Regions from separate parts of the Anser cygnoides genome. Here region 2 is linked to region 1. The links are chromatin contacts, called in public Hi-C maps. All regions are on one chromosome and are shown on one strand. The core of a region is the stretch at or near the end of the contact, and the rest is flanking DNA. Distances in the headings are between cores, read along the strand shown.

Region 1 (5,328 bases), core at 1,273-3,772:
GGGCCGGGCCGGCGAAACCTTCAGGCGCTGCTGCGGGGGGAGAGGGCTGGGAACGGCCTCGGGATGCGATTAAACCGTGGGCTCACGGCGAGCGGGACGGCTCCGCCGCCGGGGGTTGATCGGGGGGACGGAGGAGAGGCCGGGGACGTCGGGGAGCGGCCGGCGGCCTCCTGAAAGGGAGCTCCCCCTGCGGCGCAGCAGCCACCTCCAGCGCCGCGGGGCAGCGGCTGTCCTCGAGGAAAAAGGGCCCGGGGATCCCCCCCCCTCGCCGCCCGACTCGGCGGCGTTACCGAAAACGCCATCTCCTTCGCCCAAAGCCCGACGTGGGACCTCTCTCCAGCCCGGCCCCGGCAGCGGGAAGCCTCCCTCGGGCAGATTTGAAGATCCGAGGCCGGGACCTCCCCGATCCCGCTCGTCGCTGGAGCGGAGCCCGAGCGCGGCGCCACGCGGGCCCCGAGGTAAAGGAACCGGCCGGAGCCCGGCACGAAGCTGCCAAAAATCGCCCGAGAGCTCAGGGTCGGCTTTCGTCGGCTCCCCGGCAAGGGCAGAGCTCGGGAGGCGGTGGTGGGAGCCGTAACCCGTGCGGGGCGCCGGGGAGCCGCATCGTGCCGCGGGGCCTCGCGTCTGCTTCTGCGGCCTGGTGGCTGGGGGCATCCCCAGGGACCCCCCCCCCGGCTGCTTCCAGGGGTCCCGCGGGCAGCGTGAGCGGAGAGGAGGCCCCCCCAAAAAATACGGGGTCAGCGGCGAGAGCACCGGCACGCTCCGGACACGGGCCCCCACCCACCGGCAGCGCCTCGAGGTCCCACAGGAGCAGCGGCGGCCGAGGGGCTGGCGAAAAACCCCCTCGAGCGGCTCAGCAGCTGCTAACGAACGCTAAAAAAAAAAAAATAATTAATTAACGAAGCGGCCAAGCGACAGCTCCGGGCAGGCGAGGGCTCGTTTTGCGAAGGAAGGATTTGGAGTAAAAATTCGGAGTTTTCCTCGGCTCTGCTCCGCCGGGGGGGCTTCCAGAGGGAGCCCCGGGGGGGATTTGGGGAAGGGGGTGGCCGCGGCGGGCGGGGGGGGGGGCTCGGGGCAGCCTCAGCGTGGGGCTCCCCCAACCCCCCCGTTCCCAACCGCAGCCCCGACCACGGCGCACGGTGACGGCCGCCACCGCGACGCCCCCGGGGATTTCGGGGTGCGGAGCGGGGCCCGGTGCTCCCACACAGGCAGCGGCGCCCCGGGGCGCTGAAGGGCCCTCCCGGAGAGCCCACCCAGGGCATCCCGGCCTCCCCGGGGCGGGGGCGCAGGCCCAGGACCCCCCCCCACCTCTGCTCCCAGCGGGCGCTCCCCGTGCGGGCCCCGTCCTCCTCCTCCTCCTCATCTTCCTCCTCCTGCCGGGGTCGGCAGCGCTGGACGAGGCCGTGCAGAGCCGCCCCGGGGTACGAGGCGGCCGCCCCGCTCCGGTCCCGCTCCCCACGGGGCCGAACACGGAGCCGAAGCCCGGTCCGGGGCCGAAGCCCCCCGGTGGGTGACGGCCGAAGCCCCCCGGTGGGACACGGCCGAGCAGCGCCAGCCGGGGGGGGGGGGCACGGCCGCAGCCCCGGGCCCCACGAGGGGCACGAAGCCGTTCCCTTACCCCGAACCCAACGAGCGGCCGCGGGACCCTCGGCTCGGGACCGGGACAGCCCCGGGGGCCGCCTCCGGTAACACCCCCCCCCCCCGGTCCGGTAACACCCCGCCCCCTCCGGTGGTAACCCCGGTGCTGTGAAGCCGGGGCTGGCGGCCGCTCCCCGGTGCTGCCCCGCCGCTCCCGGTGCCGTCCCCAAACCGAGGAACCGTCGCCTTGGGGGGCCCCCGGTCAGTCCCGGTCGGTGCCCCCCCCCCCCGGGATTTGCCCCGTGCTTACCGGATCCTCCCCCCCCCGGGGGCTGTCAGAGCGGGGCGCCGCGTTAAAACCCCCCCGGGCTCCCCGAACCTACCCCGGTACTGCAGGGGCGCAACGGGGAACGGGCAACCGGGGACAACCGGAGGGCAGCCGGTACCGAGCGGGGACGGGGCGGGTAGGAGAGCCCCGGTAACACCGGCACGGCGCCCAGGGGGGCTCGGCAGCACGGGGACCTCGCGCCCGCGGCGGCCGGCACCGGAGCCGCGGTCCCGGTTCCCCCCGGTATCCCTTGGTACCTCCCAGTTCCCTCCGGTTCCCTCCCGGTTCCTCCCGGTACCGCCCCGGCTCCCCCCCGTACCTCCCAGTTCCCTTCGGTTCCCCCTCGGTTCCCCCCCGTACCGCCCCGCTACCCCCCGGTTACCCCCCGGTTCCCTCCGGTACCTCCCGGTTCCCCCCCGGTGCTCCCCGCCCCCCCCGGCCCGGCCCCCCCCGCCCCGCGCTCACCGTCGGGCCCGGCCGGGGCGTGGCGGCGGCTCCCGGTACCGGCGACGATCGCGCTCCGCTCCCTGCCCCGAGTGACGCCACCGGCGCTGCCGCCCGCCAGGCCCCGCCCCCCCGCCTCGCGTCACGCCCCTGCCAGCCAATAGCAGCGCGCGGCCCCGCGAGGGACGGGCTGCTGCGAGCCAATCCGCGCGGTCTTCTCCGCGGTGACGTCACGGCGGGGGAGGGGGGGCTGCCCCTCGCTGGCTGTTCCCGGATCTGCGCCTCCTCCCGCCGCGGGGCGGCGCCGGGCGGTGAAGGGAGGGAGGAGCGGGGGGGGGAGCGGCGGGTGCCGGGAAAAGCCGTGCGGGAAACCCGGCTGAGTTCCGGGCAGCGCCGTGACGTCAGCGCGCGGCCCGCCGCCGCCGCCGCCGCCTCTTAAAGGGGCCGCGCCCTTACCGGGGGGGGGCCCCCCCGGGGCACCGGGGTAGCACCGACCCCGCACGGGGCGGCGGAGCCACGAGGCCTGGGGGCGCGGAGCCGAGCCCCGACGAGGCCTGGCTGCCCCGACCGGGCTCCCCAAGGGGCTTTCGGTGGCGGCAGGGGGTGCCCGGTGCCCCCCCCCCCGGTGGGACGGGTGCCCCCGGCCCCGGGCGCTGTGAGCAGGCGGCAGGCCGGTCCTCGTAGGAAAGAGCCTTTATTAGCAGGGCTGCTCACCGGGAGGCAGCCGTAGGGAACGGTTAGAGGCCTCAGCATCACCCCCCTTGCCCCCCCAGCACCCGGTGGTGGCACCGTGCCCCGGGCGGCTGCTGGGCGAGGAGGAAAAAGGCGTTAAAAATAAAATAAAATAAAAGGCGATAACCGGGCGGTGGGGAGTGCGGAGCACGGGGGTGATGAGCCGCCCGCGGTGGGCCCGGCGGGAGCGGCGGCACATGGGGCCGCCCGTCCTGGACCCCGGGGTGGGGACGGTGTGGGGCCCGGAGCACGTTGATTTGTAGGGCCCGGAACCGGTTGATTTATGGGGCCCGGAGCTGGTTGATTTGTAGGGCTGGGAGCCGGTTGATCTGTAGGGTCCGGAACCGGTTGGTTTGTAGGGCCCGGAGCCGGTGGATTTGCTCTGTCCGCCATCAAGGAGCCTTCACCTCGCAGCCCCCGTTCAGCCCACGCACCTTGGCCCCTGCCCGCAGCCGCCCCCCAGCCCCGCGTCCCCGGGGGTCGCACGGGGCTGGCGCCTCGTCCCCTGGGGGCAGCGCAGGCGGCAGGGCAGGACCGGGGGCTGGAGGCGGGCTGGGGGGCACCGGACAAGAAGAGGGGAAACAGGACAAGAAGAGGGGAAACAATGCGGAGAGGAAAAGCAAGTTTATATATTTAGTCGGGCCAGCGGCAGCAGCCCTCCCTGCTCCTGGGGAGGAGCGGGCTGGGAAGGGAAGCGGCGGCACCGCCGGGAGGTGCTGAGCCCCGGTGCTGAGCACGGCCCAAGGCCTCCCTCGCCCACCTGCCGGGAGCAGCCCCGGCGTCCCCACGTGCGTCCGCAGCTCCCCCGGGGCGAAGCTGCCGAGGCGAGCGAGCGGCCTCCTGCCCTCCCGCCGGCTCCCGCGGGGCCGGGGCGATGCTGCGGCGCTGGCTGCGTGCGTGAGAGCCGGAGCGTGGCAGCCCCGGGGGGGAGTTGCGGGGTGCGATCCGAGCGCTGCCGTGCTGCGGGGGACGGAGCGAAGCCGGCGGGAAGCAGGGAACGGCGAGGAGGGAAAGCGCAAGGACGGGGGTGCGAGCCTGAGCCGTGCCGGGCCCCCTGGAGGAAGCAGGGGCTGAGGAATACTCAAGGTGTCGAGGCCGCTCCCTGATGGTCGAGCGCCTGGCGAGGCACCGGCACATCCCGAATGCCTTCTGGCAACGAATTTCACCTGGTGCTGGCTTCTCCGGCACCGCTGCCTGCCTTCGCCCTCTCCCCGGCCAGCGAGCAGGCACCTCGCTGCCCGCTGCCACCGCAGAGGGGGGGACGCGGCGCCCCAGCTCTGCGTGCTGCCTGCCCCGGGGAGGGTTTTGGCAGGCAGACCTTTACCCCAAGCACGGGAACGGGCGCCCACCCTGCCCCTGCAACGGCAGCGCCGCGGGGAGCAGCGGCAGGCGCGGGCTGTGGGAACGTGGCGGCGGCCGGGCTTCGGGGTGAGCCTGTCCTGGCACCGCGCGGTCCTCGGGAGGGGAGAGCGGAGCAGACCCGCCTGCGCGCCGCGGGGCTCGCTCAGCTTCGCCTTCACCCTGCAAATCCCCGGGATTTGCTCGGTTCTCCCCTCCCGCCTGCGGGGCGCGGCGCAGATCCTCTGCCCCGCAGCGCGGGGGCTTGCTGCCCGCTCGGCCTGGCACGGGGAGCCGGGGTCCGGTGGGCTGGGCAGGCTGCTTGGCGCGAAGCTTTCTTGACGCCAGGGCTTTGCTCACAGAGGGCGCTTGGGTTTTGCAGGTGTACAGCCGTTATTATCTTGGTTTTAGCACTCTCCAGCTGGGCTGGGTCCCCGTCGCTCAGAGCTCGTCTTCAGGGCCGGTGGCTGGAGGGCTCTCACGCAGCCTGTGGCAGGAATGGTCTCCGAGGGTGATTTTTGACGTGTGTAAGAAAAAACAGTCCCGTGTTCCTAGTGTTCCTGTGTGCTAAAACTAAAATATAAAATACACCTCGTCCTAGCAGGCAGGGGATTGGCGTCGGCTCTGCAGGGTAGTAAAGATGCTTGGTGTACGCTTCCCCCGGGGCACCGGGGCGGAGAGATCTCAAACTGTGACTGGTTCCGCGTTCAGCCGTCCATCCGCAACCCTTCCGCGCCGCCGCGGCTCCTACTCACTGTCACTCTTGTCCACCAGTACCGCGTCGGACTCCTCCGTGATCTCCAGCAGCGTGTGCATCTCGGGGCTCTCCCCGCGCATCAGATCCGAGTTTTCTCCCTCCTCTCCGCCAACCTCCACCAGCTCCGTGGCTTTGACTTCCACCTCGCCCT
Region 2 (5,328 bases), core at 912-3,411, 250 kb before region 1:
GCAAAATTTCTCAAGTGTCTTGATGAGAGCAGAAATACTCTGTGTGGTAACGGTATGGATTAAAAAGCTAGATGATGATGTGTTTGTCATGACAACTGGTACATATGCCCCAATATACCAGGAGCTAACTGAAGGCAAAACACAATAGAAACCAGAGAAAAGAAGAAAACAGGAAGAGACATTCATGACAACAGAATCAGGGTAAAAACTCCTTGAATCCCAAAGAGACTGGATGATGTGCTGTCAACTCTGGAAAAAGGAAAAAAAAAAAAAGGATGAAGATTTTTTTCCTTAAACCCTTTCTGGTGCTGGAAGTGTAACTCAGCGAGCTTCACCAGTCCACGTCCATGCAGAACAGGGCTCACGTGCACGGATTTACTTAGGTCCAGATCCCGTCACACCCAAGCAATGCTTTTACTGGAAGAGAAGTACCTTTACTGCTTCCAGTAAAGACCTCATGCCCTCTCTTCCTGCGAGTTTGAAGCCGCACTGTAAAGCAACCTTCCCCCTTCATCCCAGGTCATTTATTAACACAGTTCAAGATCAGCCAGTATTTTCTGCCCATAGCAGCGTGAAAAGTTACGTCAGTTGCCACCTGGCAAGCACGCCTGCTTTCATCAGAGGACGGAGAGGGGGCTCCAGGGAAGAGGCCCCAGAGCAGCCGGCCAACTTCACAGCTCAAGCAACCGCGGTGCTGCGCGTTGTGAAACGCCTGGCACCGTCCTGGTGTGATGCAAGCAGGTATCACTCGCCGAGGGGGTGAGCGTGTGGAATGCCCAGCTCTGGAGCAGGTTCCCTGCAGATGTGGAGCCTTCGAAAAAGGAAGTGCAGCCAGGGAGAAGGGCAATGAACTGATCTAAGTCAGATTAGCGGAGAGCAGGAAACAGCCTCCAAATGCCCTGGTACGTGTCTCGTGCCAGAAGCGGGATATCTGGAATTCCATCTTTAAAGATGAACTTATTCTGCAGCTTTGTGCAAAGTTCTCGGCAATTTTATTCCTTAACTCTTCCCCGCGTCCCTTGGGAAACGGGCGGCAGCAGCGCGCGTTCTGGGCTGCGTGGCTGGGCAGGATTCCCCGCTGCGGCTGCCCTTCGCACCGGGTCCCGCTTCGAGGGACGTGCTAGGAGGGAGGAGGAAGCAAGCCGCTAACCGGAGGGCGGCCGGCACACCTTCTGCACGGCCACGCAGAAGCCTCGCGCGGAAAACTCTACGGGGTGCGAAGCACAGCGTTAGACAGGGGAGCTGATATTGTGAGCTGCAAACCCGGCTAAGGAAATCAATCAACTAGAGACCGACAAACGCTACGTCGGAGCACGCAGCTTCCACTCTTCTGATGCTCTGCCAGGCAGCAAACGCGGTTTAAGAGAGGGAAACGTGAAGCCTGTGCAAAAGGAAGAGAATTACCGAAGCAGCAAGATAAACAGCAGGTGTTTGCAGGTAGCAAACAATTAATAATAATAAAAAAAAAGAGGCTGGAAGGCGGCCATCTCACGGCTCCGGGAGCTGTCAGCCGCGGGCACGGAAGGCGACAGGGCCGGGCGGGCAACAACGCAGAAGCGAGAGCGGAAAGAACCCAAACCGGTGCTGCCTTCCCCTGCCTCCAGCGGGCTTTGGTTCGAGGAGGGGGTACGGGTGTAGGGGGTGCTCCCGGACCTGGGACGGGCGCGACGGGAGCCCCGGGGGCCGGTGCCGGCAGGAACCTGCCCCGCTTCTGGCCGCTGGCTCCGCACCAGCGCTGAGCCCGCCCCAGCACCACGCCGGGCTCACGGCCGCGAGCATCGTCCCTCCTTCCTTCCCTCCTTTCCTCCCGCGGAGGGGCGAAGCGGCCTCCTGCCGGCCCCGTCCTGCCCCGAGACCCCCTCGAGACCCCCCCCGGTGCCGTCCCCGGTCCCCGCTCCCGTCTCCCGCCGCCCTCCGGAGCCTCCCTCGGGGGCTCCTCGCTCCGGTCACAGCCACTGCGGAGCCCCGGCTTCCTCGCAGGGCCCGCCCCGGGCCCTGCCACTCACCCTCGCCCCGCTCGGCCCCGCTCGGCCCCGCTGCGCTGCTCCCGGCCCTGCCCCGGCTCCGCCGCCGCCGCCGCCGCCTTTTGTTCGCTGCGGCTCGGCGCTGCCGCCCCGGCCCATCGGCCTACGGGCGCCGCCGCCTCCCATTGGCCGCCGCCTCCGCCACGTGTGCCTTGCCTGAGCGCTCCCCGCGCTCCCATTGGCCCGCGCCGGTGGGGCGCGCCCGCGCGGCCTTGTGGGAGTCGTAGTTCCGCCCCCTCGCTGCCGCGCCCCCAACCCCCCCCCACCCCCCCGGCCCTGACCCCCCTCCCTCTCCCGGCCCCCCCCCCCCCCCCTCCGGGCCGGGGCTGCGGGCAAACAGCGGCGGTGCCAGCTCGGAGCAAAGGGCCGCGGCCACGCCACCGTCACGCCGAGCGCCGCCCGCCAGCCACGGGCAGCCTGCCCCGCTGTCACCAGCACCTCGCCCCGCTCCCGGCCCCCTCGGAGCTCCCAGCGCCGCAGCAGCCCCGTTCCCGCTGCTGCTTCTTCCTCCTCCTCCTCCTCCTCCCGCTGCAGCCTCTCGGCCCCCGGGCCAAGCCGCCCACCCTTCCCCTCCCACGGCCCGGCCCAGCATGACTGCACCGGCAGCCGGCACAGGCCGGATCCAGGCGTTCCCCGGAGCTGGTGGTGTAAGGCAGGGGGCAGGAGGCGTCTGCCGGTACCGGCGGTGGGGCGCGGAGCTCCGCAGCGCATAGCCAGACAGCAGTGCTGCTCGGGAACCGAGCATCACCATCACTGGGGCATGGTCCAGAAGGATACAGCTGCCAGGTGTTCTTTACCCGAGCAGGGCAGCGAAACATCTCCCACACGCAAAGAGAGGAGAAAGGGACACCCGTGAAAGTGCAGGATGCGGCCATCCCCCCTCCCTGTTCACGACAGCCCCACTTGGTTTGTAACAAGCCTCTAACGGCACTCATCACGTCTCTTCTGCTTGCCAGCAACACTCAGAGCATATTCATTTTTTTTTCCTGGCGTTTCCAACCTGTGACTAAAGTACAAATCAGCCACACTGAAGCGAAGCGCCCTGGGGCAGTCCCTCCGATGAGGGAGGATGGCTTCGGTCCAGAGGCGAGCAGCCCATGACATTATCACGGGGCTGGAGCACGGACTTGTAACAGCCACCGGCGGGTGACCAGAGGACACAGACACGATGCCTGTCTCCTTACGGAGAACGTGTCACAACCAGCAATGGCAAAAGGCCCCGTGGAAAAGTTACCAGAGGTTTACTTTAAACCACCTCAACTTCTCTCCCTGTTGGCAGAGGGTTTGTCACGCTGGCCTCCCACTGCAGGGTTTGACTGGTGTTTGTGTCACCACCCACGCATGAGACACCCTGCCTGCCTTCCGCACAGCCCCATCCACCACGCCGTTGAAGTGAGGACTGACCCTGTCACTCCTGGGCTGCTTCCAGAATCCAGCAGCAGCTCTGCCATTCCCCATGGTGATGTTAAATCTTACAAACTGCTCTGAGCTGGAGTATTTTTTGAGCAGGCCAGACAGGCCACACCCACTCTGAGTCACTTTGCTGGAACAAATTGCTTCGAATATTAATCCTGGCAGGGTCTTGTACAAGGCCAAAATAAAGTCAAGACTTTGGATGCTGATAGGGGAGAACCAGAACATTCTCTCATTCATCATTTCTGTTTGTCCAGGAGCATTGGATGCTGTAGCAATGAAATCAGTAGTGTGGGCTACCAGCAAGCACCAAAGAAGAACTGAATATTACACAAATAGGGGGGAAAGCAGTGGGCTGCCGTGCGAAGCCCCTGCAGGAGGCACCACCTCCTGACCTGGCTGAGCAGAAGAACCTGTTCGGCCTGACACTGGCAGGAGCTGAGGCATTCACACGACTGCTCTTGCACAGCGGTTTTATGAAGTGCCTGCACTCCCACACTCCCTTTCTTTACGGCCGTGCCTCCAGCGCTGGTGTTTGGAAACGCAGGCTTTAGAACAAAACCCGAACAAGCGCCGGAGCACCGCAGGCTGGACAAGTCGGCTCAGGAAACACCGCGCGAAACGCACCACGAGCGCCACAGCTCCGGCTGCATGAAATTACCCGGCACGCATTTTGCAGCGAAACGGGCGTTTCCTTCCCTCGCAGCCCTGCCTCGCGCACCTCTCCTATCTGCCGCCCACCCGTGCCCTACTTACACCGTGCCTCTGACCAGCCCACCCCGCGCTGCCTTGGCTCGCAGGAACGCGCTGGGCACGGCTGGGCACGGCTCGGGCACGGCTCGGGGCACGGCTCGGGGCACGGCTCGCAGCATTTCGAGGCGCCCGGCCCACGCCAGCCCCCGGGGCCGAGCGCTCCCGGCCGGGTCCCCCCCCGCGCTCGGCGCCGGCAGCGGCGCGGCGCGAACCGCGGGAGCCGCACGTGGCCGCGGCGCGGGCGCGGGAAACGGCCTCGCGCCGTGGCGCGCCAAGACGTCACCGCGCGGGCGGGGCTTCGCGCCGAGCCGGAAGCGGGGCGGTTGCCTGGCAACGGTTGCCAGGCGACGGCGGCGACCGGGGCCGGGCCGGGGCATGGCGGCGGGGCCGGGGGGGGGCAGCGTGCCGGCCGGCACCTTCCCCGGCTTCATGACCGAGGGGACGCTGCTGTACCGGCGGGGCGAGTACGGCAAGGCCCTGGCCTGCTTCGACAACGTGAGGGAGCCGGGGCGGCCCGGGGGGGGAGAGCCCCGAGGGCACGGGAGGGGGGCGGGGGGCGGCGGGGGCACCGGGCGGGGGCACCTGGGGGGTCCCCGGGGAGGGCCGCGGCTCGCAGGGGTGGCGGCGAGGAGGGCGGGGGGCGCGGAGGGACGGGGCAGAGGCGGCAGCACCGGCGGGTGGCACCGGGGGGGGGGATGGTCCTAAAGTGGTGGCACCGGGGGGGGGTGGCCCCGAGGTGGTGGCACCGGGGGGGGGGCGGCACCAGCACGAGGGGAGGTGACAACGGAGGTGGCACACGAGAGGAGGTGCAGGCCCTGCCCTTGTGGCAGGGGTTGCGCACAGAGAGGGGGGCAGCACGAGAGGAGGGGGTGCAGGAGTATGCAGAGAATAATTTTTGCAGAAAAAGTTGGAGTTTTTGGTCCTCATCCGCCGGCCAGATCCGTGCAGGGACGGAGCAGGTCGTGTCCCGTATTTGTGTGCGTGAAGGGAGGGCGTCGAGAGGATGGAGCCGGTTTCTTTTCAGTCGTGCCCAGTGAAAATACGAGAGGCGACGGGCACAAACTGAAGCCCAGGAGGTTCTGGCTCAATGTGAGGGGGCACTTCTGTACTGGGAGGTGACAGAGCACTGGGACAGGCT

Evidence for each region. A called contact is a pair of places that touch in the nucleus more often than the background predicts.
Region 2: a Hi-C map of liver shows a contact between it and region 1, with 11 times the contacts expected there. The contact joins the promoter of ACLY here to the promoter of STAT3 in region 1. A contact is called at or near these places in 2 of 7 Hi-C or Micro-C datasets (both in liver).

The regions. Positions count from the first base shown.
Region 1 is chr22:6,940,265-6,945,592 of Taihu_goose_T2T_genome, reverse strand. It overlaps STAT3 (signal transducer and activator of transcription 3), which reads right to left and starts at 2,522. Exons shown (of 24, transcript XM_066981728.1): 1 at 2,372-2,522. CAVIN1 (caveolae associated protein 1) reads right to left here. Exons shown (of 2, transcript XM_013199771.3): 2 at 3,692-5,328. The coding sequence ends at 5,168.
Region 2 is chr22:7,187,181-7,192,508 of Taihu_goose_T2T_genome, reverse strand. It overlaps ACLY (ATP citrate lyase), which reads right to left and starts at 2,161. Exons shown (of 28, transcript XM_066981707.1): 1 at 2,007-2,161. ODAD4 (outer dynein arm docking complex subunit 4) reads left to right here and starts at 4,522. Exons shown (of 14, transcript XM_066981708.1): 1 at 4,522-4,685. The coding sequence starts at 4,566.